Regions from separate parts of the Sus scrofa genome. Here region 1 is linked to region 2. A link is a contact called in public Hi-C data. All regions are on one chromosome and are shown on one strand. The core of a region is the stretch at or near the end of the contact, and the rest is flanking DNA. Distances in the headings are between cores, read along the strand shown. Region 1 has its middle 17 kb from the start of FGFBP3. Region 2 has its middle 50 kb from the start of TNKS2.

What was found. Hi-C and Micro-C count contacts between places; a contact is called where the count stands out from the background.
Region 1: a Hi-C map of liver shows a contact between it and region 2, with 6 times the contacts expected there. The contact joins two enhancer-like sites. A contact is called at or near these places in 2 of 5 promoter capture datasets (fetal liver and skeletal muscle) and 1 of 47 Hi-C or Micro-C datasets (liver).

The regions. Positions count from the first base shown.
Region 1 is chr14:103,497,952-103,502,996 of Sscrofa11.1, forward strand. No RefSeq gene overlaps it. Among named protein-coding and RNA genes, the nearest start is that of FGFBP3, 17 kb to the right of the region's middle. Within about 2 kb of position 3,595, at least 1 of the 83 cell types and tissues checked has an H3K27ac peak or open chromatin away from gene starts, as enhancers often do. A contact at or near this core is called in liver, where this site is marked.
Region 2 is chr14:103,344,080-103,348,874 of Sscrofa11.1, forward strand. No RefSeq gene overlaps it. Among named protein-coding and RNA genes, the nearest start is that of TNKS2, 50 kb to the right of the region's middle. Within about 2 kb of position 2,817, at least 4 of the 83 cell types and tissues checked have an H3K27ac peak or open chromatin away from gene starts, as enhancers often do. A contact at or near this core is called in liver, where this site is marked.

The DNA.
Region 1 (5,045 bases), core at 2,345-4,844, 150 kb after region 2:
AGTGATTACTTTCCAGGTGTGATTTCCTCTGTCCTATTTCTTCTAATTTCTTTTTATTTAGAGGAGAACCTATCAATATTTCTTTTAGAATGGGTTCAGTATTGCTGTAATCTTTTAGTTTTTGTCTTTTGGAGAAATTCTTTATTTCTCCTTCTATTATAAATGATATTCTTTCTGAGTAGAGTATTCTAGGCTGCACATTTTCCCCTTTTAGAACTCGGAATATATCTTGCCACTTACTTCTGGCTTGTAGTGTTTCTATAGAGAAATCAGCTGATAGCCTTATGAGGGTTCCCTCTTTTAATTAACTCTTTGTTTTTCTCTTGCTGCCCTGGTAATCCTCTCCCTGTATTTAACTTTTGCTATTTTTATTATAATATGTCTTGGTGTGGGCCTGTTTGGGTTCAACTCGTTTGGGGCCTTCTGTGCTTCCTGTATCTTGATATCTGTTTCCTTTAGATTTGAAAAGTTTTCTGCTATAATTTCTTCAAATATATTTTCAGTCCCTCTTTCTCTTTCCTCTCCTTCTATAATCCCTAGTATGCATAGAATGGCTCACTTTATATTATACCATAGATCTCTTATATTGCTTCATGTTTTTTCCTTTGGTTTTCTGTCTGCTATCCTGATTGGGTGATTTCCATTATTCTGTCTTCCAAGTCACTAGCAAGTTGGACTGAGGACTCAGTCCATCGTTCCTTCACGTTTTTCATTCTGCTCTTCAGTGCCTTTAACTCAGCTTGTGTCTCTGCAAATGAATTTTATATTTTTTCTTTGCTCCTCCTTATATTTTTTAGTTCCTTTCTAAAGTGATCTGCATTTCTGTTCATTTCTGCTCTTAATTCCCTCAGTATTTTCACTATCTCTCTCTCTCTCTCTCTTTTTCTTTTTCTTTTTTTTTTTTAGGGCTGCATCTATGGCATATGGAAGGTCCCAGGCTAGGGGTCAAATCCAAGCCATAGCTGCTAGGCTATTCCACAGTCACAGCAATGTGGGATCCAAGCCGCATCTTCAAACTACACCACAGCTCATGGCAATGCCAGATCCTTAACACACTGAGTAAGGCCAGGGATCAAACCATCATCCTCATGGATCCTGGTTGGGTTCATTACCACTGAGCCACATTGGGAACTCCTTCACTATCTCCTTTTTGAACTTGGTATCTGTTAGAATGCAGAGGTATCTTTCATTGTTTGCTCCTTCAGGGGAATTCTCCTGTTCTTTTAACTGGGTATGATGCCTGAGCATCTTCATTTTGCTTATGTTATTCTGTGAGTTTAGGGAAAAGAACTACTGCAGTCTTAGAGGGCTATTTATATGCAAGAGCACACTTGGGTATTTTGTGAGGTCTTACTAAGTTTTTTGGCATGAGGGCTGATTTTGGTTTGGATGCTTGCTGTCTCTTTCTTCAGTGTGGGCAGGCTGTTATCCCCTTGATAAGCTGCTAAATGTGCTTCCAGGGAGATGGAAGCACTGGGCCTGGTAGCCAGTGACTGGTCACTGGGCTCTTGACAGTAGCAAGGACCTGCAGAGAGGTAGTGCAAGCTGCTCCTAGTTGCAGGCCCTCTGGAGCCTGAGTCTTAGCACCCAGCCCCCTTCTGACCAACTCAGGCTGTGATGTCCCAGAAGGTGGTACTGATGGTCTGTGCACCTCTCTCTACTTTGCCCTCCTCAGTCCAACTGCTGCACTTTTCTCTGAGGCTCTGAGGTTCCTTTGTCTCAGCTGATCAGTTAGGTGGCTTCCCAGCATGTGGGTAACTTTCCTCTTTCACAGCTCCCTCTCTGGAGTGATAGTCCCATTCTTATTCTTTTCTCTCTCTCTTTTTTCCCTTTTGTTCTACCTGGTTCATGTGGAGGATTTCTTGCCTTTTTTGGAGCTTTAAAGTCTCCTGCCACATCTAAGATAATTAACTCAGCTTAATTAATGTCACTTAAAATATAGGCCAGAAGTTCCTGCTGTTGTACGTCAGGATTGGCAGCATCTCTGGAGCACTGGGATGCGGGTTTGATCCCTAGCCAGCATAGTGGGTTAAGGACCCAGTGTCGCTGCAGCTGTAGCATATGTCCACAACTGCGGCTTGGATCTGATCCATGGCCCAGGATCTCCATATGGCTCGGGGTGGCCAAAAAAAAAAATGTGTGTGTGTGCCATATTTAAATTTTCTCAGTTCCAAAAAATGCCTTTTAACTAAACTTTTAAAAAATTCAGAATCCAATAACATTTCATGCATTGCATCTATTTATATTTTTTCACTTTATGGTAATTTTGTTATATAATAATTATTATTATTTTTAGGCTCCTTGGCACATTATTGGAGTTTAAATTTGTGGACTGTGGTTATTCTAGATCTGTCTTGTCCCCAAGGCTAGTTAGCACATCTTTAAACCAACCTTTGACAGAAAGCCTTTATTGCTAAGTTTCTGACACAAATTGTGGGTTTCATATGCAGACCAACGTGCTTCCCTGCCCTGGGGGTCTGACCCAACTCTGATGCAACAAACCTTCCTTTCCCAGGTCTCTCTAGAGCCATGTGTCCCATAAAGGCTTTTGGTCTTTCCATTTTCTCTTGCTTCCCCTTTGGATCCCAATGATTCCCTTGCTCTCCAACTCTGATCAACTCCAAATAAAACTATTCTGTTTTCTCTTTTTAGGTTACTTTTAAAAACAAACATGTTTAAATTCCTCAAGTCCTGTCATTCTTCTTGTCTCATATCTGGACCTCAGAATTCTTTTCCTGTAGTCCTTATTGCCTGTCTCTCGGGTCTGTTTAAAATAAATGCTGCTATATGCCAGACACTGTGTTAAATCCTCTTTATATATCTCATCTAATTTCAGAGCAATCTTATAAAACTAGTGCTATTAATGTCACCTCCATTTTATTTAGTTTTAGTTTTAGTTTTTGGCTGTGCTGCAGCATATAGGGTTCCCAGGCCAAGCTGCAGTTTTGACCTTAGCCTCAGCTGCAGCAATGCCAGATCCTTAACCTGCTGTGCTGGGCTGAGGATGGAATCTGTGATCCAGCACTCTATAGACCCCTCTGATCCCATTGCACCTCAGTGGGAACTCTGACATCATTTAAAAATTAGGACATTGATGTAGTTCCTGCTGTGTTTCATCAGGTTAGGAACCTGACTGCAGTGGCTTGGGTCACTATAGATCCATGGGTTCAATGCCCAGCCTACCACAATGGATTAAAAGATCTGGTGTTGCTACAGCTATGGCTTGGATTCAACCCCTGGCCCAGGAAATTTGGTATGCTGTGAGTGTGGCTGAAAAAATTAAAAAAAAAAAAAAAAGATTAGGACATTGAAACTTAGAATAAGTAATTTATCTAGGAAGTATGATATGTAAGATGTAAAGCTTGGACTTGATCCTTGGTGATGTAAATTTAGAGTCCATGTTCTTTTTTTCTTTTTCTTTTCTCTTTTTTTTCTTTCTCTCTCTCTCTTTTTTTTTTTTTTTTTTTTTTTTTTTTGGCTGCCCTGTGTTATTTGGAGTTCCCAGCCAGGGATCAGATCCAAGCCATGGTTGCAACCTAAGCTGGCAATGCCAGATCCTAAACCCACTGCACTGGGCCAGGGGTCAACTCTGCATACAGGGCTCCAGAAATGCCACCTATCCTGTTGTGCCACAGCAGGAACTCCTAGAGTCCATGTTCTCCTAGTACCAGACAAAGGTAAAGCCTGCACACTACCTTTGAGACGTTAGCACGTCTAGAACCCTCCTTTTTTGTTATTGTTTTTGGCCATACCCATAGCATTTGGAAATTTCCAGACCAGGGGCCAAAGCCAAGCCACAGCAGTGACCACACTGGGTTCTTAACCCACTGAGCTACCAGGGAACTCCTTTAGAGCCCTCCTTTTATTCAACATGTAAAGCGCCTGTGTAGTTAGGAGATGTTTCACCCATTCAGCTTACTTTGCTGTGTCACTATTTTCATTTGGTAGAAATTAGTAACCCTCATGTGCAAGAGCTGTGTATTGAACACAAGGCTAACATTTTAAGCAAATGATAGTTGGAGAGTCCATATCAGGTAGCTCTTGGCTCACTGAGGCCACAGTGTTCTATAGTCCCACTGGTGACACTCTTGATAGTCGAAGACTATTAAATCAAGGGTTCTCTCATGGCTCAGCAGGTTAAGGATCCAGTATTGTCACGGCTGTGGCTCTGGGTACAGCTATGGATGGGTTCAGTCCCTGGCCCTGGAACTTCCACATGTGGCCAAAAAATATGTAACGTTTTTTAAATTTAAAAATTAAAAAAAAAAATTTAAGAACAAGAATGTTAAGTCATCCCCTAAACCAGTGATCTCTCAATACCTGGAATCTCAAGACTATTACAACCTCCTAATACATTTTGGAAGGAAGACATAATGTTGCCACTTGGTTAATTTGCCATGTGAGGACATTCAATTTTTTAAATTATCATCTATAATACTAGCACCATCATTTTATAAAAGAAAGGATATTTTAAACCTATTGTCCTCCTCGCCCCCCACAAAAAGATAGGAGGGACATCATCTCGGAATAAAGGATATTGCTTAATGTGATATATTCAGCTCCAACAAAAGTCACTACATTTTCCTGCTTTTCTCATTTTGTGGTAGACAAATATAAGCCTCATGATGAACTGACTTTGGGTTCATCATTTTGCCCATAAAGATATATTCATTGGACACATCTTTATGTTAACCAGACCACTATCATGAAGTGTGCAGACCAAGATGGAAGGGACTAGGCACATTTGTCTAACAGAATTACTGATGGCGTTAGGTAAGGGGGAAGGGCTGATGCATATAAGGGATGTGGGATTAGCAGAAAGTCACTCTGACTCAGCAGAATTAAGGATTCATAGCAGGTGAAGGACTGAGGTATTGCTGGAGGGTGTTCAAGTTCTGTGGCCTAATGATGCGACAGCTGTGAAGTAATAGAGCTCGGTTCAAGTTCCAGCTCTGCTCTGTATCTTTGAAGAAGTCACTGGATGTCTCTGAACCTGCTTCCTCACTCATAAAATGCCATCTCAGGAGGTAGATAAGAGGCATAAT
Region 2 (4,795 bases), core at 1,567-4,066:
CAGACCACTTGTACTTCCCACTCCTAATCTCTGTGTGCACCTTGACCAATGTCACTCACATTTCATCATCTTTGTCCATGGAGGTTGATCTAGACTTTGACCAGCTTTGAACTCTATGTGCCTCTTCAACAGCTCTGGACTTTGAGCCAATATCAAGACTGGTGACCTTTGCCCAATCCCATGGATCTGTCTATACTTCCCAATTCCAGTTGTTCTTTCCCAAAATCAGTTTGGGAAGCCATAAATAGATGTTTAAGTCTATTAAAGTCATAATGGTCGCTAAAGTCCTGACTAAAAATGTCATGTACATCTATCGGATATTGGGAAGAGCAAGGAGGGAGGGAGCTAAATCTTCATCTGATGTGGGAGGTTAATATGTAACATTTCAAGTTGATAAATCAGGATGATGGTATATGAGCATATAAATTAGAGACCTGGAAATAAGCACCAAAACTTAAAACAGAAACAAATATGATGTTTTCTTTTGGGCTGTGGGGCTGCAGAGGAAGGGGTAAAACAAGGGTTCATTGCTTTCCATTATAAATACTTCCGTATTTTTTTATTTGTTTTAAACCATTATAGATTCTATACTCAGATTTTGCACTTACTGTTCCCTCTACCTGGAATACTCTTCCTCCAAATCTACATGGTTGTTTCCCTCATTTCCTCTGGGCTTTCCCTGAGCCCCCTATTTAAAATAGTGGCACCCATCTCCCCATTCTGTGCTTTATTTCTCTTCAGATACCACTTATCACTATTGAACATTCTATATAATTTTCTCATTCATTTTTTTCCTTTTCTGTCTGCCTCAATTACAATATAAATCTTCATAAAAGCCAGAGTCTTGTTTTGCTCACTGGTAAATACCAGCACCTAGAACAGTGGCTGGTAGTGTTCAATGACTGTATGAAAAAATTGTGTGTGTGTGATTATGTGAAAAAAAAAATTCAGTGACCAATAATAAGTGTTTTAGAAAAATCCTCACTTCTTTTTTTTTTTTGCTTGTTTGTTCTTACTTTGTGATTTTTCACAGTGAGATAATTCTTGGAAGATAGACTATACCAGAGGTTTTCAAAGTGGGTTACCCTTTTTTACACTTGTCCTTCAGAGGTTCCTTTGAGTTCAACCTAATGAAGCATCAGGATGGTCCAAGACATCATTGGGAAAAAGGAAAGGAGCTTTGCTAGCAGAACACTTCCTCACCCTTAATGTGCAGCCAAGAAAAGAAGCTTTAAAATGAGGGCAAGTTCCCTGAGAAAGGACATAACCAAAAGAACGTAATGTCTTAATGAGTGGTGGGTTTTGTTTGTATTCCTAAAATAAAATTTTCAATTATTTAAATCCAAAGAGTTAAAGAATTAGAGATTAAACAGCCTTGTTAACATACAGGCTGTACCTTTTGAGGACCTTAAATTCATTGCAGTCAATGTGCTCTCATCCAGTTTCTTCTGGAAAGATAAGTAGTTGCTCACAAAGGAATCCATAGATGTTAACAGCATCAAAAATAGCGACTCTCTTCAATGCCTGGAAGGACTTCACCTACAACTTTGTTGGTGTGTTCTCCCACTAATGTGATGGAATCACTGGCACAGTCAAGTAGATAAGACCCAGAATGCAGAGGAGGACACCCAAGTCTGGGTTCAAGACCAAGTTCACCACTTACTATGCAAAGATCTCTCTGCTCTGAGAACTGCCCTCAATCTCTTCATGTCTCTGGAAGGAGCAATGGAAGCTCCTTCGCAGGGTTGAAGATTTAGATGGAATCAGGGACATAAAACGCTTGCCGCAGAGCCTATAACATAGTATCAATAAGAAGTGGGTATTTTTATGATTGCTATCCTTTGAGGTAGCTATGATATTTTGTGGCGTTAGGGGATGTCTCACAAACATATATTGCCTTCTAAATTTGATTTCACCCATCACTTCACCAATACATTCCTTACAAATTTCCTGTCCTTAGATGCTTTCAACTAAACATGTTTAAGCTTTAATCACGTGACTCTTCCAGAACAGAAGATACACCCTTAGGGTTTTTCATGTTTCATAATTTATTTCGCTGATTCCACAAATTTTTGCTATATAGAAGGGTGACGGAAGGACATTTCAAAAAATTGTTCGCAAGAACCCAGGAGAAAGCAGGGCACACAGCAACAAGAGTGATGGGCGTGGATGAAGGGGGTGCAGGCCCCGCCAACTTTCCCTTCTCTTTCTTTACTGATTTTTGTGGTGTCTTAATCTTATTCCGTCAATTTATGAAAACAAGATGTTAAAATCATCCATGATAACTGTGGATTTGTCTGGTTCTTTAACTCTGTTTTTGCCTCATGTATTTAAAAGCTCTATCATGTGTATCCTTGCATAGTTAGGATTTCTGTGCCTTGCTGGTGAGTTAACTCATCATTAGAAAATGTCCCTGTTTATAAGTAACAATAATCTTTGTCTGGAAGTCTGCTTTGTGTGAAATTCATGTTTCCTACAGTTACAATTTCATAGTATATCGTTTCCCCTCCTTTTTTCATGTTCAGACTACACAGATATACCCTTAATTTTGACTCAGAACAGTTTTCCCCAGTATTGGTAGACTTGTGCTTTGTTGGAAAAAACAAGTGTTATGGTTCCATATATTCTGCTGGTAGTTTTTATGCTGCATCCCCTAAAGTTTTATACTTTAGGACAAGTAACAATTTTCCTGGTATTTTTCTGGTAGATTTTAAGATGACCAACTTCTATGTTTGGATTTCATCAGGCAGGCCAAACATTGCTCAGAAGTTTGACTCAACCAGAAATCTCTAAAAGGAAAAGGCTACTATCTCTTGTGTTCTCTTTCCAGGAGAAATGTGTACAGTCAGTTCTGTCGCTGACTAGACAAAGTCTCAGTGCCCTAGAATTAGAGTTGCCAGATAAAATAAGAATGCCTAGTTAAATCTGAATTTAACAGTAAATAGTTTTCAGTATAAGTATGTCCCAAATATACATCATTATCGGAAACCAAACTTAACAGGCTTCTATATTTTTATTTGCTAAATCTGGAAACCCCACCCAGAAGCATAGAGATAACCATAATCTTCTCACTCTCCATCCATCACTGTTTTATCTGCCTTATTAAATCTTGAGTTTCTTAAAGTGAGCTTTGCATGTTTTGGTCCCTGTACCAAGTACAGCATAGTTGCTCAATGAATGTGTCTGGACGAAGGAGGGAAGGAGGTGAGGTTGGCTTAATGTTTGAAGACTTAGGGAAGGTCAGATTGTCATATAGCAACACCAGTGCTGCTGGGCTCAGCTTGACCCCAGCTTCTAATCATGTAACTTGTCCTGATTCCCAGTATCCTTGTAGACAGGGCAAAGAACAGCACGTGATCTGAATCATAAAACCCATATACTTCAAGGGGGATAGTAAACAGCTCTGATACTTGTCTACAGTGCTAGAGACTTCATAGGAAATGGAAGGGTCGGAATAGAACTGGAGAAGGTGCCACTGCTACTTAGTTCCAGGTCACTGTTGCCAACCAAAATTACCCATCCTCAGTATGGCCAGAAGAGCCAGCTTTTCAAATAAAGCTGGAAATCCACACATTTATGTGAAATCTCCCAGTTTTTAGTTATAGATAGTTAATTCAGGAATTGTTTTATTAATTGACATTCATAAAACACATTTGCCAGGAGTTCCTGCTGTAGCTCAGGCATTAACAAACCAGAATCCGTGAGGATGTGGGTTCAATCCCTGGCCCTGCTCAGTGGGTTAAGGATCTGGCGTTGCAGTGAGCTGTGGTGTAGGTTGAAGACATGGCTCAGATCTGGCATTGCTGTGACTGTGGTTTAGGCCAGCAGCTATAGCTCCGATTTGACCCCTAGCCTGGGAACCTCCATATGCCGCAGGCACGACCCTAAAGAGACAAAAACAAAACAAACAAACAAATAAATTTGCCAGCTGAATGTGCACACACACATACACAGCCCGTGGTTCACATCTCTGGACTTTGTAACTCAAATTTTCTATCTCTGTAGAGTTGCTAAGTTTATAAACTATTTTGATGGAAGTTACTGCTGCACTAAATAAGTAACTTCAATGCCACTTTTATGGCTATTTAGTCCAACTAGTTTTAAAATAATCATGAAGAGATTAAGGACAAAGGAGTAACCATTCTGTTTTTGTAACAGCCCTTTTCTTCCTCAGTCTTGACCAATCCTCCCATCTACCATGGTGGTGTTGGTTACATAAAGCCAAGAAAAAATATCTATAAATGGCTGGTGCAACGTAAGTCCACCCCAATTCCTAGCAAGCCAAGCCAGAGTATGATCTTCAATTATTGTGAAGTCATCTGTGTTGTTACCCTTAAGATCAGAAAGTTTTTAAATATTTAAACTGCTCCAAGGAATCATTTTCAGATCTAAAAAGGTTTTTTCATCTTGTCCTATGCTTTTGTTTTGACTTATATTACCTCTATTATCTATTTTATAATTTTAAACACACTTTTTATAGGACTTTCAGCTTATTGATCTCAAATATAATACCAATTCTCTTATTCGCTCAATTAACTCTTCCTCATGGAGTATTTCTTCCTTACGGGTTTGTGTTTTTTACCATGAGCACATTTTCAGCAGGGATTTTTGGGGGGTGGGGAGATGTCTGTGGAAATCCTACGTGCCCTGTTACAGAAGTGCTGCTGCAAAGAAGTTTGGTATTTGCTTCTACAAATTTCATAGTTGTAGAAAAAAGGTACCTCTTTTCTGTTCTCTCTTGGATGGAAAATTCTGGGACTACTTAGGTAAATATAAATTTGAACTCCGCCCACAC